Linked DNA regions of Danio rerio: region 2 is linked to region 1. The links are chromatin contacts, called in public Micro-C maps. All regions are on one chromosome and are shown on one strand. Each heading gives the region's core, a stretch centred on a gene start, on an enhancer-like site or on the middle of the called end of the contact. The rest is flanking DNA. Distances are from core to core; before and after follow the strand shown. Region 1 has its middle 63 kb from the start of reep3b. Region 2 holds the start of cyp26a1 (cytochrome P450, family 26, subfamily A, polypeptide 1).

Evidence for each region. Hi-C and Micro-C count contacts between places; a contact is called where the count stands out from the background.
Region 2: a contact with region 1 is called in a Micro-C map of caudal fin, with 5 times the contacts expected there. The contact joins the promoter of cyp26a1 here to the enhancer-like site in region 1. A contact is called at or near these places in 2 of 18 Hi-C or Micro-C datasets (caudal fin and skeletal muscle) and 1 of 4 datasets of contacts at active chromatin or transcription factors (gastrula embryo).

Annotation. Positions count from the first base shown.
Region 1 is chr12:9,437,277-9,440,031 of GRCz12tu, forward strand. No RefSeq gene overlaps it. Among named protein-coding and RNA genes, the nearest start is that of reep3b, 63 kb to the left of the region's middle. Within about 2 kb of position 1,330, at least 1 of the 62 cell types and tissues checked has an H3K27ac peak or open chromatin away from gene starts, as enhancers often do. A contact at or near this core is called in caudal fin, where this site is marked.
Region 2 is chr12:9,511,749-9,514,448 of GRCz12tu, forward strand. cyp26a1 (cytochrome P450, family 26, subfamily A, polypeptide 1) reads right to left here and starts at 1,331. Exons shown (of 7, transcript NM_131146.2): 1 at 1,070-1,331; 2 at 714-938; 3 at 1-79. The coding sequence starts at 1,258.

The DNA.
Region 1 (2,755 bases), core at 80-2,579:
CTAATAAAGTAAAATAAACACTTTTTAAAATATTATAGATATTATCCATGCAATGGTTTTATTAGTAATTTTAAGGAAAATTTTTCACCCTTGTGTTGTTTTTGTAAAATGGAACCGGAAACATTCCTTCATTTATTTTTCAGTTGCAGTTACACAAAACAGTTTTGGTCCCAAGTTTCATTACTACTTTTTAAAGTGTTTTATAAATCTATCAATGTAACTGATAAAATGGTTTTATTTATGCATTATTGAAAATTGACAAAATAGCAAAAATTCTTATTTTATTTGGAAAGTGTCGCATCCCCAAAACAAAGTGTATGCTGACTGTAACAAATTGCAAACTATTTTTCATCGATCTAAAAATTGTTTATGATTCCCTCTCTTCTACACAGAGTAATACCAAAGCTATTAAGACATCCCAACTGCTGGAAAAAAAAACTTAATGTACATGATTAATTTTTGTTGTTAATTCCCTTGTGTACTGTTTTATGTATAGTTCTATACTCCCCTGTTTAATCAATCAATAAAAAACACTGTTATGACGTAAGTCGTCCACTAGATGTCAGACTTTGTTTAACCCAACCGGCTAGTGATTTACCAAGGTTTTACAGGCACAACAATTGTATTTACATTATACAAGCTATTGTCCAATATACAGTTTATTAACTCATCAGTTACTTAAAAATCTCTACTTTATTCGTCAGCGTCATCATTTTGATATCAGTTAAGTTAATTAGCGCTCATTTTTATGTGGTCTTTCTGCATATATGACTAAATTAATTGTTCTAAACTAGTTTTAAAAGCCTTTAGTATTTATAAGTCCATTCATAAAGCATACAAAAAATAAAAAGGTCAATTTAAAAAAATATATTGAATTATAAAAAGCACAGTAGTTGTTATAATTAATACGTGTTTTGTCTTTGCCATGAAGACAGTACATAATATTTTACTGATTTTTAGCTTAAATGTCTATATAAAGGCTTAATTGGGTTAACTAGGCAAGTTATTGGACTACAGTGGTTTTGTCAAAGGGGCCTAAAAATATTGACCATAGCAGTATTTATATTTAAAATATATTTAAAATGTTTAATTCCAAACCAAGCTAAAAGATGACTGCTTCCCTCCAAACTGCCATCAGTCACTGTGGTTGACTGTATCTGTTGTATTGAGAGTGTTCAAGAGCTCCGGGAACAAATTTAGTGTAGTAATTTTTCTGGCTTTCTTTGTGAGTGCCATATCGTTTTATCAGCTAACAGTGGCTCTATAGATGTCAAATGTTGTCCATTACCCCATTCATACTCCACTCCAGGCCTAACACATCTATTAGGAGTTGCATTATATTATATGGCCACACGATGTTGCTATAAGAGTAGAAAGTGATCCCGGGCTTAAAGCAAATTGTAAATTCTGCCATCATTTTCACCTTCACGTCGGTCTTAAGAATATAACATGTCTTTATTTCCTCTGTGAAACACAAAAGGTGAGCTTTTTAACATTTTTATCGTTAAAAACTTTAGGTTTTTAGAAAGTATTAAGTTTTAATGTCGCGTGAGGACGTGTATTTTATTGTCTGAATGTTCACCTCATGTACACACAATGTAAATGCTGAAAGTTAATTTACGAAATTTTCACTTACAGCAACTTCCGTTTTAACGTTAGTCGGACACAAATCTTCATGGTGAGATAAAACAAAACAAAATAAACTCTTAATAATTTTCATAATAAATACCAAACAGTCATATTTTAATGTATTATTCAATTTTAATGTATTAGATTCTGATTTGAGACCTGTTGCACGATTGAATGGTTTTTACATGTCACCAGCAGAGATTCATACGAGCTATTACATATTTTATTAAAACCAAAACCAAAATTTCTTTTATCTCCACATAAACCATTAAATTATATTACTTTTTATTTTACTTTAGAAAAAATAATAATCTTTTTCCAGCTGGCATGGACCACCCATTGCCTTTATTTTGGCCATTGATTTATATTGTATTAAAACATCTTTGGGATTCCCTGCTAAAACAAACCAAAAAAAAAAAAAAGAAAAAACAAACAAAACAAAACAAAACAAAACAAAAAACGCTTAAATAGGCTAAGTTGGCTGGTTTTAGCTGGTTTAAGATGGACATAGCTAGTTTTGGTTGGTCTACCAGCCTGCCTAGGCTGGCCAAGCTGGTCTTAGCTGGTCATCTCACAGCCTAACCAGTTAATTCCAGGCTGGGAATGGCTTGGAAATCCCTCTTAAATTAGGCTGGTCGACCAGCTATAACCAGCTAGCCAGCTTGTTTTTTTTCAGCAGGGTTATTATTAGATAAAAGATGGAAAGTTGAAATAATAGTCTAATCTAACAACTTGATATAACGACTATTCTTCAACTACGGGCACTTTTAGCCTTGTGAAATTGAGGAAAAAAACTTGTTCAAAATTAATGTAACAGCCTCATAAGTTTAAACAATTTGTCTAGTTTTAAGATCTGTAAGAGAACAAACTTAAATAGGAAGAGAAACATTTTTTTCCATCGTGAACTGAACAAATGTCAATTCCACCACATCTCAATATACAGCTTTTATTTCAAAATGAAATAAATTATGCCAGTCAAACATTGTCTGAGATCATTTTTTGTATCTAGTTTAACCAATCTTTCCACAATATATATATATAATAATTATTATGCATTTGTCAATGAAATAAAAATGTTAAATTTACTCCAAAATGTAATATTAATTTTTTAAGAGTTTATAAAAAA
Region 2 (2,700 bases), core at 81-2,580, 74 kb after region 1:
GTATGGCGCTCTTCACCTCCTGCTGGATCACAGGAATGTAGTGCTCCAGAGCATCTCGAGAGAACGCCCTCATAATGGCCTAAAACAGAAGAAGAAGAAAAAACTTTTAATTTCCAAAATAATTATATCAGACAATCTGCATTTTTGAAGATGCCTCAAATATTTCATATATTATATTGGGTAATATATAAAATGTTTATTTTAAAATTACTATATAAATATATCATATTTATTCTATATTTAATATATAAAATATTTAACATTAAGTTTCACACATGAGTGAGTGTCAAACATTCATATTAAAGCAGCAAAAATGCATGTATCTTTGTAAGAAGCAAAAATATTGTATTTTTTTAAATTAATGACTAAGTAAAGGCAAGATACTCAAAAAAAAGTACATTTTGAATTGAAAAGACTGAAATACCTTGACATTTTTTGCATTACTTACAATTTTTTTAAAAACATTTTACAGTATAGATGCATTAAAAAAACATTGAGTTGCTTCAACTCAAATCTGGGTTAAATATCGACAAAACCAACCATTTCTTACATCTTTATTTTACTAGAAAGAAAGAAAGAAAGAAAGAAAGAAAGAAAGAAAGAAAGAAAGAAAGAAAGAAAGAAAGAAAGAAAGAAAGAAAGAAAGAAAGAAAGAAAGAAAGAAAGAAAGAAAGAAAAAGAAAGAAAAAGAAAGAAAATCTTATCATCCTTACCTTTTTCTTGTTTTTGTGTTGAACTCCATGGACATTGGAGAGGGTGTCAGAGCCCAGGATGGTTCTCACTGATGCTGGCCACTGAACAGACACCAGCTTGTGTTCGCCCAGCAGAATCTGCCTCACATTATCAGCTCCCATCACCCTGACAGTCGGGTTCCCGAAGAGGTGCGTCTTGTAGATGCACCCGTATTTCTGCCGTTTCATGCGCAGAAACTTCCTTCTCTGTGTGTGATGGAGATGCGTTATTGGCACAAAGCTCACAAATGCATGTTATAATACAAGAAATCGTTGATTTAGCAGTTAAATACTTTCAGCTGAACTTGCAGCAAATTGCTGTAATAGTGCACGCTTACCTGGAGGATCAGCTGGAGCGTTTCTCCAATGAACGGCAAGCCCATGGTACCTGGCGGTAGAGGACTTCTGCAGTTCGGATCGACTCGTCGGATCATTAACATCTCCCACAACTTCACCGCGGCGAGAAAGAGTAAAACGGGTAGCACGATGGTGCAGAGAAAGGTGACCATAAGGGTGTACAGCCCCATGTTGAAGCGCGCAACTGATCGCCAAAACGAAAAACAAGCTTCTGGAGAGGAGACGCGTCTTTACGCACAAACTGAGGGCGTCCTCGCCTGCGCGCCCTTATATATCCATTGCGCGCAGGTCTCCTCCTGTTAACTTCCTCAGATAAATTAGTTCACACAAAGTTCATCTTTAATTGTGGTGTCATCTCGCCCCGCCCACAGGGCAGAAGCGGCTCCAAACTCTCAACCATTTGTTATAGGCGCATTTTAATACCACCTCCTGTAGAAGGCAGACAATCCTGAGATTTCACTTTGAAAAGGTGTTAATTCCCCCGACACAAAAGGAAGCATCCGAGGCTCTTTTGTTGCCAATATTCCCGTCGTTTACACTCATTACTCTGGGCTTGTGTGGCATCAGAACTGCCGTGGAGGATTTAATTGAGGAGCTTAAACTGTGAAGCTTTACTTTTACATTTTAAATCCCTTAAATGTCCCTCTTTTTGTCCTTCTCTGCTCTGGGGGTCCTTAAAAGGCTATAACACATGTTAGACAGCCTACTCAAACATGTTCAGTGCTAATCGTATACATTATATATATGGAAAGTGCAGTTTTAGTCTTAAAGGTTTCAAGTTTAATTAAACATTCAATGAATCGTTTAAGTGAAAATCGTCCCTGCAGCAGTTTATATATAAATATATGTACAGAAGTCAAGATTTGAGTTAGTAGTTAACATATTGTATAATGATTCAATTAATAAATAATGTACTAATAATGCATATTTATAGTGTTATTGTAAAAATATTCATATTTTAAGTGCAGATTTCACTACACTTGAAATGTTGACAACTAATGTAATGTGTATGTATAATAGAAAGCATTTTATTTTCAAAAGTTGATTATAATAGTGTGATTTCTGGATATTTCTATAAATGTAAAGTTCTATACATGTAAAAAAAAAGTTGGATCAGATCACTAATCTCAGGAATTTGCTACTACACTGATACACTTCAAAATATAACGGTAAAGAAAGTGCTAAATATTCATTAACTTTACACTGCAAACAAAATTCGGAGTTTCACACAATTCAAATCAAATTGATAAAGTAATTAAACAAATTAAAGTAGATGGAACATAAAACAACCTGGTTGTCCCCCAAAAATGTCAAGAATTGTGCTGTTTCAGCTCATTTTAAATAAGCAGTTTGAACAAGCAGCATTTGTTTGAGTGTAAAAAGGGGGAACCTGTGAACTCTGGGCTGCATCCAAGTTGTTGAGGTCACTGTTTTCTATAAGCTATGACAGCTGTATGTTGTCAGGTCTGGATCTGATCTCATGTTAGACTTTAACCTGGAACCCGTGCCACAGATATTATGCCCTGTTTTCATGTGGAGCAGAGTGTGCTGTAATATCATAAATATGATCATTGTCTCGCTGCGGGTTCAAACTCAGGTCAGCTCAAAAAGT